2 separate regions of the Gossypium raimondii genome follow, and region 1 is linked to region 2. A link is a contact called in public Hi-C data. All regions are on one chromosome and are shown on one strand. The core of a region is the stretch at or near the end of the contact, and the rest is flanking DNA. Distances in the headings are between cores, read along the strand shown. Region 1 holds the start of LOC105794765 (pentatricopeptide repeat-containing protein At2g13600). Region 2 holds the start of LOC105794762.

Region 1 (6,924 bases), core at 1,839-4,338, 150 kb before region 2:
ATGTTTGTTCCTAACCTTGCATTGACAAAATTCGTAGTTGGATAATACTTTGTGCGTAGAACTTTAGTTGTTAACGGCGAAGGGTTACTTTTAAATAAAAAAAATACGAGGCATAAATTTTGCATTTGTTGCAACATTTTTTGGGTCAATCATTTGTTTCAACACAATAGCTAATCCGAGCAATCACTAATTACATGTAAACCTGGAGTATAGTTGAAACTTTTTTAGGAGATTATAACTTTTGTTGTTCATTAACTAATAAGAAATGGTCAATCTTTCAAGAATATAGCTTGTTCTCACCACAACTTAAAGCAAGTCTTCAAAGGTAATTGTGCCTAAAAGTGATTTAGTTCTTTGTTTTGTTTGCTTCTTTAGAGTAATATCCCATGGAAGCATTAGATTGAGCTGAGTTTGTCCTATTTTATGCACTCACTTAAGGTCGTGTCGTTGAATGCCCTTCAATTGTACGAAGATTACTACATTTTGGGAACGATGCACTCATAATAGGGAACTGTTCACATTTTGAATTACAAAATGTCTAACTCTCTCTGACAGTTTAACAATCATACAAGGAAGCATGGCGTCTATGAAACCAAGTGGAGTAGCAGAAGATGGGAGAGAAACTAAACCAATAAAATGCAATGAATGCAAAAATTTGAATAAAAACCATTTTGACGATAATCATTAAGAATATATTCTATCAACCAACCGCCGCACTAGTGGCAAGCTCTTCGTGAGCTTCTTCATCACCAGCATCTGGTAGATACCCAGCTCGTTTCATCTGTTTAATGAGGGCATTCAAGACTGAATAGATTGCCTTCCTCTGAGGATGTTTTTTATCTTTCACCATGAAAACACTTACATGACCCTGTACCTCAATCCAGCTACAACCAGGTTGCTTGATTACTCCCCGTTTCCTCATCAACTTCCTTACTCTAACAACATCTCCCCATTTCCCAAGCTCGGCATACATGTTTGAGAGAAGAACATAAGGTCCGGAGTTGCTAGGATCAATTTCTAATATCTTCTCTGTTACATACTTTCCTAACCTAATATTATGATGTACTTTACAAGCACCGAGCAGAGATCCCCAGACAACAGCGTCAGGCTTCATTGGCATTGTCTCTATTAGATTCTTTGCTTCATCGAGGCAACCAGCTCGACCAAGTAAATCAACCATGCATGTATAGTGGTCCTTCAATGGTACTAAACCATGTTCCCTGCTCATAGATGAGAAATGATGTCGCCCCTCTTCAACTAACCCAGCATGACTACAAGCACAAAGAACACCAATCATAGTGACATGGTCTGGTTTCTCACCAGATGCCAACATGTTCTTGAACAGCTCAAGAGCCTTATTTCCATAACCATTTTGTGCATATCCTACTATCATGGCATTCCATGATACCCAATCCCTTTCCATCATAGTTTTGAAAACCAGGTTAGCATCTTCAACTGATCCACATTTCATGTACATGTCTATGAGAGAGTTGCCAACAAAAATATCAGATTCTTCTCCAAACTGAAAGCGGAAACCATGCTTCAAAACATGTGTGTGAGCCTGCCTTCCAAGCTGCAAATCAGTGAGATTAGCACAGGCATTCAGTAGATTGCCAAACGTGTAATGTGTTGGGCAAACAGATTCTCTCTTTAAGAGACGAAAAAGTCTAAGAGCCTCTTCATTCTCCCCATTTTGTGTATACCCGGCAATTAGCGCATTCCAAGACACTATGTTCCTCTCCATCATCTTTGCAAACATTAATCTCGCAGTTCTCACACTGGCTACCTTCGCATACCCACTTACCATTGAGGTTTCAGACACTACATTCCTAACTGGCATCCTATCAAAAATACATCTAGCTTCATTGATTTTATTGCATTTTGCATACATATCAACCAATGCATTTCCCAGGACAAGATCATCCCTCAATTTATTGCATTTCACAACACGAGCATGAATCTGCTTGCCTGACTTGATTGCCGACAAGCTAGCGCAAGCACTAACCACACTGGCATATGTGAGTTCATCTGGTTCAATTCCACAATCCATCATCCTCAAGAAAACCTGAAGAGCTGCACTAGCTGGACCATTTTGCTCATAACAAGTGATCAAACTATTCCAAGAGACTCTATTCCTCTCACTCATATCATCGAAAGCTCTCTGGCCGCAGCTGACACTCCCACATTTTCCATACATATCAACAAGAGCCGAGCCCATATAAACATTGGAAAAGAACCTAGTTTTTGCGATTAAAGCATGGATTTGAGCACCGATTTTAATGTTTTTCAACCCAGAACAAGCGCTAAGAGTACTACCAAACGAGTATTCGTTAAGCACAAAGTCCTCTCTATGCATCCTAACAAAATAGAAAAGAGCCTCTCCGAATCTATCTTGCTGAGCAAACCCTGAAATGATGGAATTCCAAGAGCACTGATCATGCTCAGGCATGGAATCAAAAAACCCTGCTGCCTCATCAACGTAACCCAATTTCGTCAATACAGATATGACCGAGTTCCAAGAAAAAATGTTTCTTTGAGGCATTCTGTTAAACACCTTCCCGGCATCCTCCAAGGAGCCACATCTGCCGTAGGCATCGATAAGCCTGTTTAGGATATAAGTCTCAGACGCAAAATTAGATTTGATTATCCGAACATGTAACCGACGTATATCAAGGAGAGACTTGGATTGGATGTAGGAACCCAAAAGCTTAGCAAAAGGAGAAGAGTCGGGCAGTGAAAGATCACCCACAATTTGTTTGTGCAATCCAAGTTTCGCCATTCCATTATCCTGGAAGAAACAAAGTTGGTGGGCATTGCTCTTTTGCTACGGTTTTTGCATCTCCCTTAGCATTTGGCTGCAAACTGAGATGTTTCTAACTCAGTAATGGAAGGAAAATAGAAGTGATGCCAATAGTTTTTTTTTTTTTTTCAAAATTTCTAGTTATGGAAAAGATTTCAATGACAATAACGAGTCAACTCTCCGACAACGAGACGCGAAGTAAGTGGAGAGCCGGATTCTAATACCTGAGCAGCAGTGACCTTTGAAATGTGATTAAACAGTGTTTCTTTTTTGGGTAGAAATTCTACCGGTTGTTGGGCTTCAGAGCTCACAAAACATGCGAAGCTCTTAATCCTGTTCCTAACCATCTTAACTAGAGGTGTTGATTGGTTTGGGATGAGTTTGAACTGGGCTTGGGTTAGGTCCAAATAAAAATTAAGCCCGTTTATTAAGCTTATGCCCGGCCTAAAAAGTTGGTTTAAATTTTTGTTTAAATTCGACCCGGATAAAAATATTAAAATTGGAGCTCAGCCTAGCCCGCCTATATTAAATTTTTATATTATTTTTTTATATAAATTTTAAATATATATAATATATCAAAAATACTAAAAATATCAAAAATAAATATTTCCCAACAAATTGAAAATAAATTTTAAAAAATATGTATACTTAAATGAGATTAAGATAGATGCAACTTAACAAGCAAATGCCTCTAAAATAATAACAAAATTAATTATAAAACAAGTTTTATACAATATCCAAACAATAACAACAAAATAGTAGCAACATAATAGTAAAATGGTAGCAAAATAAGGAGAAAACAATAAAAAAATTAAAAAAACAAAAAAAAAGATTTTTTTATACTTTAGTAAATTTAGGTCGGGCCAGGCTGGGTCTGGTCAAAATATACCTTACCCGAGGTCGCACTCATTTTTTTAATTGAGTCTTATTTTTTTTGTACAAGCCCGTTTTCGGGCCTATATTTTTTCCCAAACCCATCCACATTTCGGGCAGGCCTTTGGGACGGGTCAGATGGCTCGACCCATGAACAGGTCTAATCTTAAGTTGAAACCATCTGAATTTGATAATGTTTGAACCGGTAACATATCTGAGCTCGAGATAAATTCGATTCAAAGCTCGAGAAAGTCTGACTTTATAAATCAACAACCATAATAAACATTAATAATTAATATAATTTTATGATATTATTTAAAATATAAATAAATGATAATTTTTTTTAAATGTATTTATAAACCTTGCATATTTATATCAAAATATGATTAATGGGAAAAATTAATTAGTAATAATTTTTATGTTAAATTATAAGATGGAATAAATTTTAAAAACATTAATTTAACATAAAATATTTTAATATTATAATTATACATGTATAATAAATATATAAAATTAATAATTATTAAAATCTATAAATTAAACATTAATGATAATATAATAATATATTATATAACTATTCTTGAAATCGATTACTTAACCTTAAACCGATATATTAAATTAGTATATTACTAGTACATAAAATAATATTATAATATATAGCTATTACTAAACATATTAATACATATACAACTATTATAATATAAATTATAATAATACTACATGATATTATAATGTTTAATCATCAATGCATATATATATAACTATTGCTATATTATATACTATATGATATGATATAGCATTATATAATATAATAGGAGGCTAACTTCCAAATGTAAAAAATATAAAGACTTAGAGAATATTCCAACTAGTATAATAATAAACAATAATATATAATAAGTAATATATAATGTACTACTATTATATATAACTATTATTATAATATAGATTATAATAATAGTTATAGTACATGATATTATAATGTTTAGTCTTTTATGCACATATATATAAACTATTAATATATTATATACTATATGATATGATATAGCATTATATAATATAGTAAGAGAGCTAACTTTCAAATTTACTAAAATATAGGATTTAGAGCATTTTTAATCAGTATAATAACAAACAATAATATATAGGCTTATATGTGAAAAAAATCCCTTAAAAATGCAAAAATCAATTAAGCTCCTATATTAAATTCGCACCCAATTAATAACTAAAATAATCAATTAAACCTCTCTGTTAACAGTTTTCGTCATTGACCATGTTGATCGTTAAAATAAATAAGTTGACCAATCAGTTGGTGACACGTGATAGCTTTTGGTTTAATATAATATTTTTCTCAAAAATAATAAAAAATAAAAAATTTAAATATTATTAAATATTAAAAAATTTAAATATATATCAGAATTGATATACACTTATAAAATTATAAAAAAAATTAAAATTCTAATAAATTATTAAAAAAACTATAACATTAATAAAACATATTTAAAATACTATAAAAATATTTAAATTGATATAAAATTATAAAAAAATCATAAAAACTTGGACTGGACTGAATCAGTCGGTTGGACCGGTTAGACCAAAATTTACAAGGGTATCGATCCAGAAAAAACCATTATTGAGAACTAGACAGTTGAACCAATTTTTTAATATTTTTTATTTTTTATTTTTAATTTAATTGAATTGGACGGATCAGTCAAACAGGCAAACTAGTGGCCTGATTAGTTCGACCACTGGTTCGGTTCTGAAAACCTTGATTAGAATATTTCATTATGACATATGCTAATAGTTGGATAAAAAAAATTTTGGTTTGATAAAATATTAAAAAATAAAAAATTGGTTCTATCGTCGGGTTCCCAGATCAGCCGGTCTAATGGCTTTCTTTGGACCAGTATCGTTGTCAATTTCGGGCTAACCGGTCTAGTTCAAGTTTTTATGATTTTTTTATAATTTTTATAAGTCTATATAAATTTTAATTTTTAATTTTTTAATAATTCTAATACTTTTTAAATTTTAAATATTTTAAATAATTTTATTATTTTTATAATTTATTAGATTTTTTATATTTTTATAATATTTATAAGTTTTATATTTTTTTATAATTTTAATAAGTTCATATAAATTTTAATGGTTTTAAAGGTTTTAATATTTAATATTATTTATATTATTTTTTTTATTTTTATAATTTTTATAATTTTTTCTGATTTTAATCATTTTATGAGAAAAATATTAGATTAAACAAGAAGTTGCCATGTGTCACCATCTGATCGGCTCATCAATTTATTTTAATGGTCAACATGGTTAATGATGAAAATCATTAATAGAAGGGCTTAATTGATTATTTTGGTTAATGACAGGGGCTTAATTGGATGCGAATTTAATACAGAGGCTTAATTGATTTTTTTTGTATTTTCTTAAGGGTTTTTTTACATATAAGCCTAATATATAATAATAATTAATATATAATGTAGTATTATTATATATAACAATTATTATAGTATAGATTATAATAAAAATATAATATTACATGATATTATAATATTTAATCATTGATGCATATACATCAATAGTAAGAGGGCTAACTTTCAAGTGTAGAAAAAGTATAGGGACTTAAATTATATTTCAACTTGTATAATAAACAATAATAAATGATAATAATTAATATATTATGTACTACTCTACTATTATTGTTTGTGATATAGCAAATATTGTGTAAAAAAGATGATGAGAAAGAAAGGAAGAAGAATGTAACACCCCAAACCCGGCCTAGACGTTATGGTAGAATTCAGAGGTGTCACAAAGAAGGGTTTTGAAAATTGAGTCGTTTCGTCAAATCATTCAAGCTTTATAATTTATATTCGTTTAAATCTATTATCGAAAGTGTTATTTAATTCATTTATTTGCCAACACGTAATTTACAGCGAAAGTCGTAAAATCGTTATATTTTAAAATCCAGTTTGTATTTTCAGAAAACCTTTGCTTTAGTACAAACCATGTTTTTAGAAAACCATTGCAAATTAAGTATTAAACTAAAAATTCAAATCCCAAAAATTAAACCAAACAGTCCGGAGAGTCCAATTAATACAAAAATCCCAGAAATAATTCTTAAATAAATAAGACCCTTACTTAAAGTGCCTTCATAGACTAGTGGTCATCGCAAGATCCGCCGCTCCGATCCGCCTAAGTCTGCGGATTACCTGAACGGAATAGACAAACAGAAGTGAGTTTACGTTAACTCAGTG
Region 2 (6,245 bases), core at 2,036-4,535:
TCATCTATAGACTTTATCAAGGCTTTATCCTTGTCTTCCAGTATGCGTAGTTGGATCCATTCAACATAGGGGTTGTGAAACTAAAGAGCCTTTCATTGTTAACAAAAATCAACACTAGTATCACCACTTACTACGTAAAATGTCAAACTCTAATGCCAATTTGAAGAAAACAATTATTTTTTGTGAGTTGATATGTTGGCATATATATGAGCAATTATAATTGAAGCAACTAACAAGTAAAGAACAATAACGCCAAAAGTTTGGTTATGTAGTTTGGTTTCCACCTACATCTATGGGGCCTTGCTTAGAGAACTAATCCATTATCTTCAAACACGTACAAATGATGATTTAAGTTCTACCACTCACCATGTAGCAACCTAACATTCATACAAAGATCTAGATCACTCTCCACTAAGTTTTCTCCTTGAAAACTCAGTTGTAGAACCAAGTGACTCACTTGTATTTTACTTACAAAAATATACTCATAAGATGGTTCCTAAAAGAATAATATAAAGTGCTAACTCTCTCGTACATATAAACTAAATAAGCGTACAATTCATATATGAGATTTAGCTTGCTAAGGTACATATCAATTACAATTAAGGTTCAAATAAGTGTTGAGGTTTTTAATCTATTCTTCAATTAACTCGATCTAGTCTCCACAAAACAAGGAACTTTATTTATATGATATAATTGAATCTAATCCTTTGTCGTTTGTTTCCCCAAAAATTCAAGCTTCAAAGATGGCCCAAGAATACTTCCACTAGATTACAAAATCAAGGTCCAAACAATTTTGGTTCAAAAGATTGCCAACTCCAAATATAATAAGCTATGATTTTAACCTAGCTACAACTTAAGTTTCAATGCTTTTGTAGCTGGAACCATAATTGCTCCATCACAACCAAAGCCTCATTTAATTTTTATATTAATTTTTAACAAATATATTGTTACATAGATTTTTTTTCCTCCACATTATGAATGTGCCATAATTTAATATTACATAAGGTAAAAAAGGGTGACACATACCCTTAACATCTTTAGGTATATTAGATTATCTTGTTCAATTCATTTTGTTAGAATGTAAGGTTTTGCTATTTGATTGAAGAAGTCGAATATTATGTAGAAACATATTTTGCCATATTGTTGTTAATCATTATAAACATAAAAAGATATTAAATTATGTTGAGGTTAAAAATAATTAAATAATATAAAAATATTATTTTTTCTCAACTAATAAATAGTTAAATAATGTAAAATTACTTATATTAACATTAATTAAAATTAAATTAATGTAGTCGGCAGTATAATAAACAAAATTTAAGTTTTTTAATTGATAATAATAGACAAAACTCACTTATAATAAATAAATGAATATAGTTAAAACATTACCAGAAAAAAATATTAAAAAATGAGAGAGTTTGAATCATTAATATTTATTATTTTTCACACGAGTTTTAGTGAAATTGACTCAAGCTCATTAAGAAGGAGGAGAAAATGTCATAGTCAAAGCAAGATTAGGCAAGTAGCGTGCAATATTGAAATTATCCTTGTATCATTGAAATTTGTTTGATAAATTTTAGTTTTAAATTTCTTTTATTTTAATCATATAATTAATGTTTAAAAATAGGATAAATATACGTTTGCTCCTCCCCAAAGCTTTCTTTTAATTTGATTTTTATAAAATTTTAATTTTTAATAATAAATTTAATAACATTTATTTCGTTTAATTTGGTAAACTAATACAATGTATATTTAAATATTAATTTGGTAAAATAATTAATGTTTAAATAATTACAATATTTAATACATATTTAACATTTAACTTATTTTGTTTTTTTTCTAAATGTAAATTTGTTGATCAAAATTATTTCAAATTTAAAAAATTACATTATTTAAAGTAGGTCTTCAAAATTATCTCAAATTTAAAAATACATTATTTAAACAAACCCGACCCTACTTCCAACATATCTACTTTATATAAATATCTAAACTCCTCTTATCAATATTTCTATTACCAACTCAATGTAATCTATGAACCAAGCTTGACTAATCCAAACTATCGCAAATATATATATATATATATATATATATAAAATGCACGTGTGAATTTTTCTAAATTCCGTGTAAAATTAAAATTTTCCATTACTAGTTTTAAAATGAACCCTTAAATTAAAGACATCCAAATTATCTTGATTTACCTTATGATAAAAAAACAAAAACAAAAAATTGTTTATTTCATTCTCCAACTATATAAAAATATGAAGAGAAATAAAGTTTTAAATAAACATATATGTAACTGATTTATAATTTTAGAGATTCTAATATATTACTACTGTACATTATAAATAAAAATACATACAAATTTTATTTTTAAATAAGATTTGGTATGAGATAAATATGTAAAATATATATAGTGTCATTAAGCAGAACGAAAATGGTTATAGATTCTAAAAAGTAGAATAAAATTTATTACATATGTCACTAGAGTCATCTTGATATTATGCTCCAATGGATTAGTATTGTAATTTACATTGACCTCAAATTTTGGAGTTTTAATATCATTATTATAAAGGATTAACATTATTTATTCCTTTTGAAAAAGGTATTAATCGTAGATGTTTTCTTTTTCATCTATAAAAGGTTAAATATACGTTTATATATTAATTATTAACGTGTAACTGTAACCTATCAAATAAAGTATATAAACAAAGGGTTTAAAAAGGGACTACAATAGAAAACTAAATTTTAGTAAGAAAACATATAGAAAATTGAACACATATGTTCAGATTTAAAAGTTGAATAACAAAAACACAGATTTTGATAAATAAAAAGAAAACAAACAATTTTACCTTTTAATACCGATTGAGTGCTAGTATGCCAGAGAAAAAAACATACCAAGTGTATATCAATTTAAGAAGGGCAAATTGATAAGCCTACATCAAAATTTTAAAAAATGAAGATGGCCTAATTTGTGTAATTTTAAAATTGAAAGGGATCTAAGAGGTATTTAACCCCCCAAAAGATAGAGGAAAGGTTCAATTTGTCTAATTTTGATTTTGTCAGGGAGCTAAAAGGATTTTAACCCAAAAAACTTGGAGGCCATCCATTTTCGCTCCATAAGGGGTGAACTTTGAGACGGGCAGATTTTTTCTTTACATTATAATCATTGCATTTGCATGTTATATATAATTATTAAAAAAATAATGTATATTTTTTAAAGAATTACATTTCACTATTTAGTTGATTTTAAAAACAAATAGTAAAAATCAACATTCCTGCTAATTATTCGTCTCTCCGCGTAGTTCCGTACCTGGTCATCAACCGCCAACTGAACTATCAACTCCCGGTCTCAGTACCAGTATCAGCACTTTTATTTTATTTATTTCTTAATCAATAATTTACCTACCCGCCGCAGCCTACCCTACGCCGACAACCATTTAAGCTGTAGGTTTTAATCACCTTCCTCACTATGGATTCAACCTTCTTCTCATTTCTCTAACAACCAAAAAAGTTGGAAAAAAATGGCTACTCATAATCTTGCTGTTATCCTCAAAAACCCGTCAAACGACGCTGAATTCCTCCTCCTTAAGCAAACTCCACCGCCTAAATTCAGCGAAGACCAGTACGATTCTTATGTGGATTCTGATCTCTGGGACCTTCCTTCCACGCTTCTCAACCTTCAACACGATCACTCCTACTCTGGGATTGTTATCCAGGGCGCCCAGTCCTCTCACAACATTGATTTGACTAAATTTGATGTCCAACTTGCTCTTACTGGGGTCAATTTTATTTCCTTTTTAAATAAATAATTTCATTTTCGAGTTTCTGTTATCTGATGGTGGTTAATTGGTTATTCTTTCTAGGTGCTGGAAAAATTGGGTTTAACGGTGAATGATGTAGGGGAGTGGAGTTTGTTCAAGTATGTGGAGGAAGCTGAGTTCGGGCCTGAGTTTCCAGTTAATACTGTGTTTATTATGGGCAATTTGTTGGACGGAAATCAAAATTGTCAAGGTATGTTTATTGTACTCGTTCATCAAGCTAAATATAGTTGGTTTAAATTTGTATTGGCTAATTCTTCTAGAATCTCGATGCTTATTTCTAAAAATGCATAAGAGAAGTTATTGGGTGAAAAAATAAAGTGGAGATTTTTAATTCCTAGATTAACTTGATCTACAAAGGGCTTCAGGTGAGAGTTTGTTAAAGTTGTAATATTGATCAAATTGGGGCTCGCCAAAAAGAGGGCAGGTTTTATCTTTAATTGTTACCAAAAGCTTATTAGCTATGAAGCTCGGACACACGCCGGAAAGTCCCTCGTACCTATCTCAACACGTTATCCGACATGGACATGCCGGAATACCTACCGGACACATCAAAATACGGAAAAAAATAAAAAAATCAGATACGGCAAGACACACAAGGACACGGGATTTTGGTGGTTGAAAATAGTTGAAAACATCATAATAGTGATAGAAAATCTCTGTTTGAAACCTAGATCTAGACTTTATTGTTAAGATTTTCTAGACTCTAATCTGGTGCATGTGATTAGGAAGTTCGGAGAGATATAATGAGGGTATTTTACAATATTTCGACACCATTGACAGCGGCTGGAGTGGCAGTGGTGACCCTGTTCTGTATCGTGTTGTACCCGTATTGTGTGTCTGTGTCTGTGCTTCATAGCTTATTAGAATGTTATTGTTCAAACCCTATGGGTTATGATTTTGTTGATTCTGTCACCAGAATATGCTGTAGCACAAGCAACTTATTGTTAGAAATGCTCCATTACTTGTTCAGGGCTGTGTAAGTGGATGTCTACTGAAAGCTGTCTTACCTGGCTTCTGGAGGTGAAACCTTGTAGTGATCGTGTAGGGCCTTTGGTAGTTTTTGCTCTTATAAATGACTCATTGCAGTCAGCTGCACGGACATTACCACCCACGTTGCGTTATCAGGTTTGCTGTCTTTCGAGTGACTAACTGATAATGATCTATCACAGCATGCTGCATTAGCCATAAGGAAGAATGTGGTCTAGACATTAACAATTTTAGGGGTGTTTATGACCAAATTTTATGAAAGTATAACTTCTAAGGGCAGTAGATTGATTCTTAATTCCCTATTATTAGAAATCCATCTCTTTGTTTTCATGCTTCGATGAAGTTTGCTCCAGAAAGGCGAGTTACTGGAGAGATGATTAGGCTGTGCTTCTTAATTTTTCAAAGTGAAAATATGAATATGAAAGTCCACTGCCTACTTCTAGCAAATGAAGATTCTATTGGCAAAGAATCTTTAAGTACTACTTTTAAGATTGCAGATTTTTAGCCTCTGATGTCCAGTTGGCTTGAAGAGTTTTTCTGGAAGTTTAAGGTCTGCTTTTCTGGGCACGTATTTTCATAATTTTCAACTTATAATACACTTTTAGCAAGTACGAATTTGAAGTGTACAGAATTGATGTTTAACTGCTAGTGTGCTGCTAGATACAGGTAGTTCCTAGCGCTTGTAACAATATAAGTCTATAAGACTATGAATGGAGTTGTTTATTCTCTGCTATGTACATCATCCTAGAAATAAAAATTGATTTATTTCTCATCTATGTGCATACATTTTGGGTTGCCCTTTATCAGAGTTTTTATTGATCGTATGACGTGTATTCGTCATAATTTCTGGAATTTTTAAGGAAGAATTCCTTTATGAATGTAAAGGCTGTCAGCCTCGTTTTTTTTAACATCTTTCATTAAGTCTCCATAGGAATCCTTTCTTAATGCTTGCGTCTTGGAACATATATATATTATATGCATATGCATATACGTATACATATATGTATACCTTTATGTACACATATACATATAAAATAGGATTTGGCTTAAGATTGTCCATCTTATTTTACTTGGAGAAAAAGGATTGACATTTTTAATTGTCGTGATTACTTGAATTTAGAATTTAGCATTAAAATGTCTTTGTGGACTGAGATTTATTCTTTCAGGAGTATCCTCCTGGAGTTGTAATTCTACCTATGCGAAGTAAAACAAGGAAGCCCTTCCTTACAACGAACTTGGTAATATTTGCACCTAAACAAGTTTCAGATACAGTTGGGGATTGCAGCTTTGTTGCTCATGGAGATGCATTGATTGTGGATCCAGGATGCCGACATGAGTACCATGAAGAGGTATGAAAAACCTATTTGTTAGCATGAGTTTTCCCGTGCTTCCTTGAACAAACTAATTTCATTATGAGCTGCATTCTGCTATGTCAGA

What was found. A called contact is a pair of places that touch in the nucleus more often than the background predicts.
Region 1: a contact with region 2 is called in a Hi-C map of leaf, with 3 times the contacts expected there. The contact joins the promoter of LOC105794765 here to the promoter of LOC105794762 in region 2. A contact is called at or near these places in 2 of 2 Hi-C or Micro-C datasets (both in leaf).

What each region holds. Positions count from the first base shown.
Region 1 is chr3:55,034,050-55,040,973 of ASM2569854v1, reverse strand. LOC105794765 (pentatricopeptide repeat-containing protein At2g13600) reads right to left here and starts at 3,088. Exons shown (of 2, transcript XM_012624071.2): 1 at 3,025-3,088; 2 at 505-2,862. The coding sequence starts at 2,779. The coding sequence ends at 701.
Region 2 is chr3:54,889,162-54,895,406 of ASM2569854v1, reverse strand. LOC105794762 reads left to right here and starts at 3,285. Exons shown (of 12, transcript XM_012624068.2): 1 at 3,285-3,779; 2 at 3,864-4,011; 3 at 4,792-4,946; 4 at 5,975-6,157. The coding sequence starts at 3,522.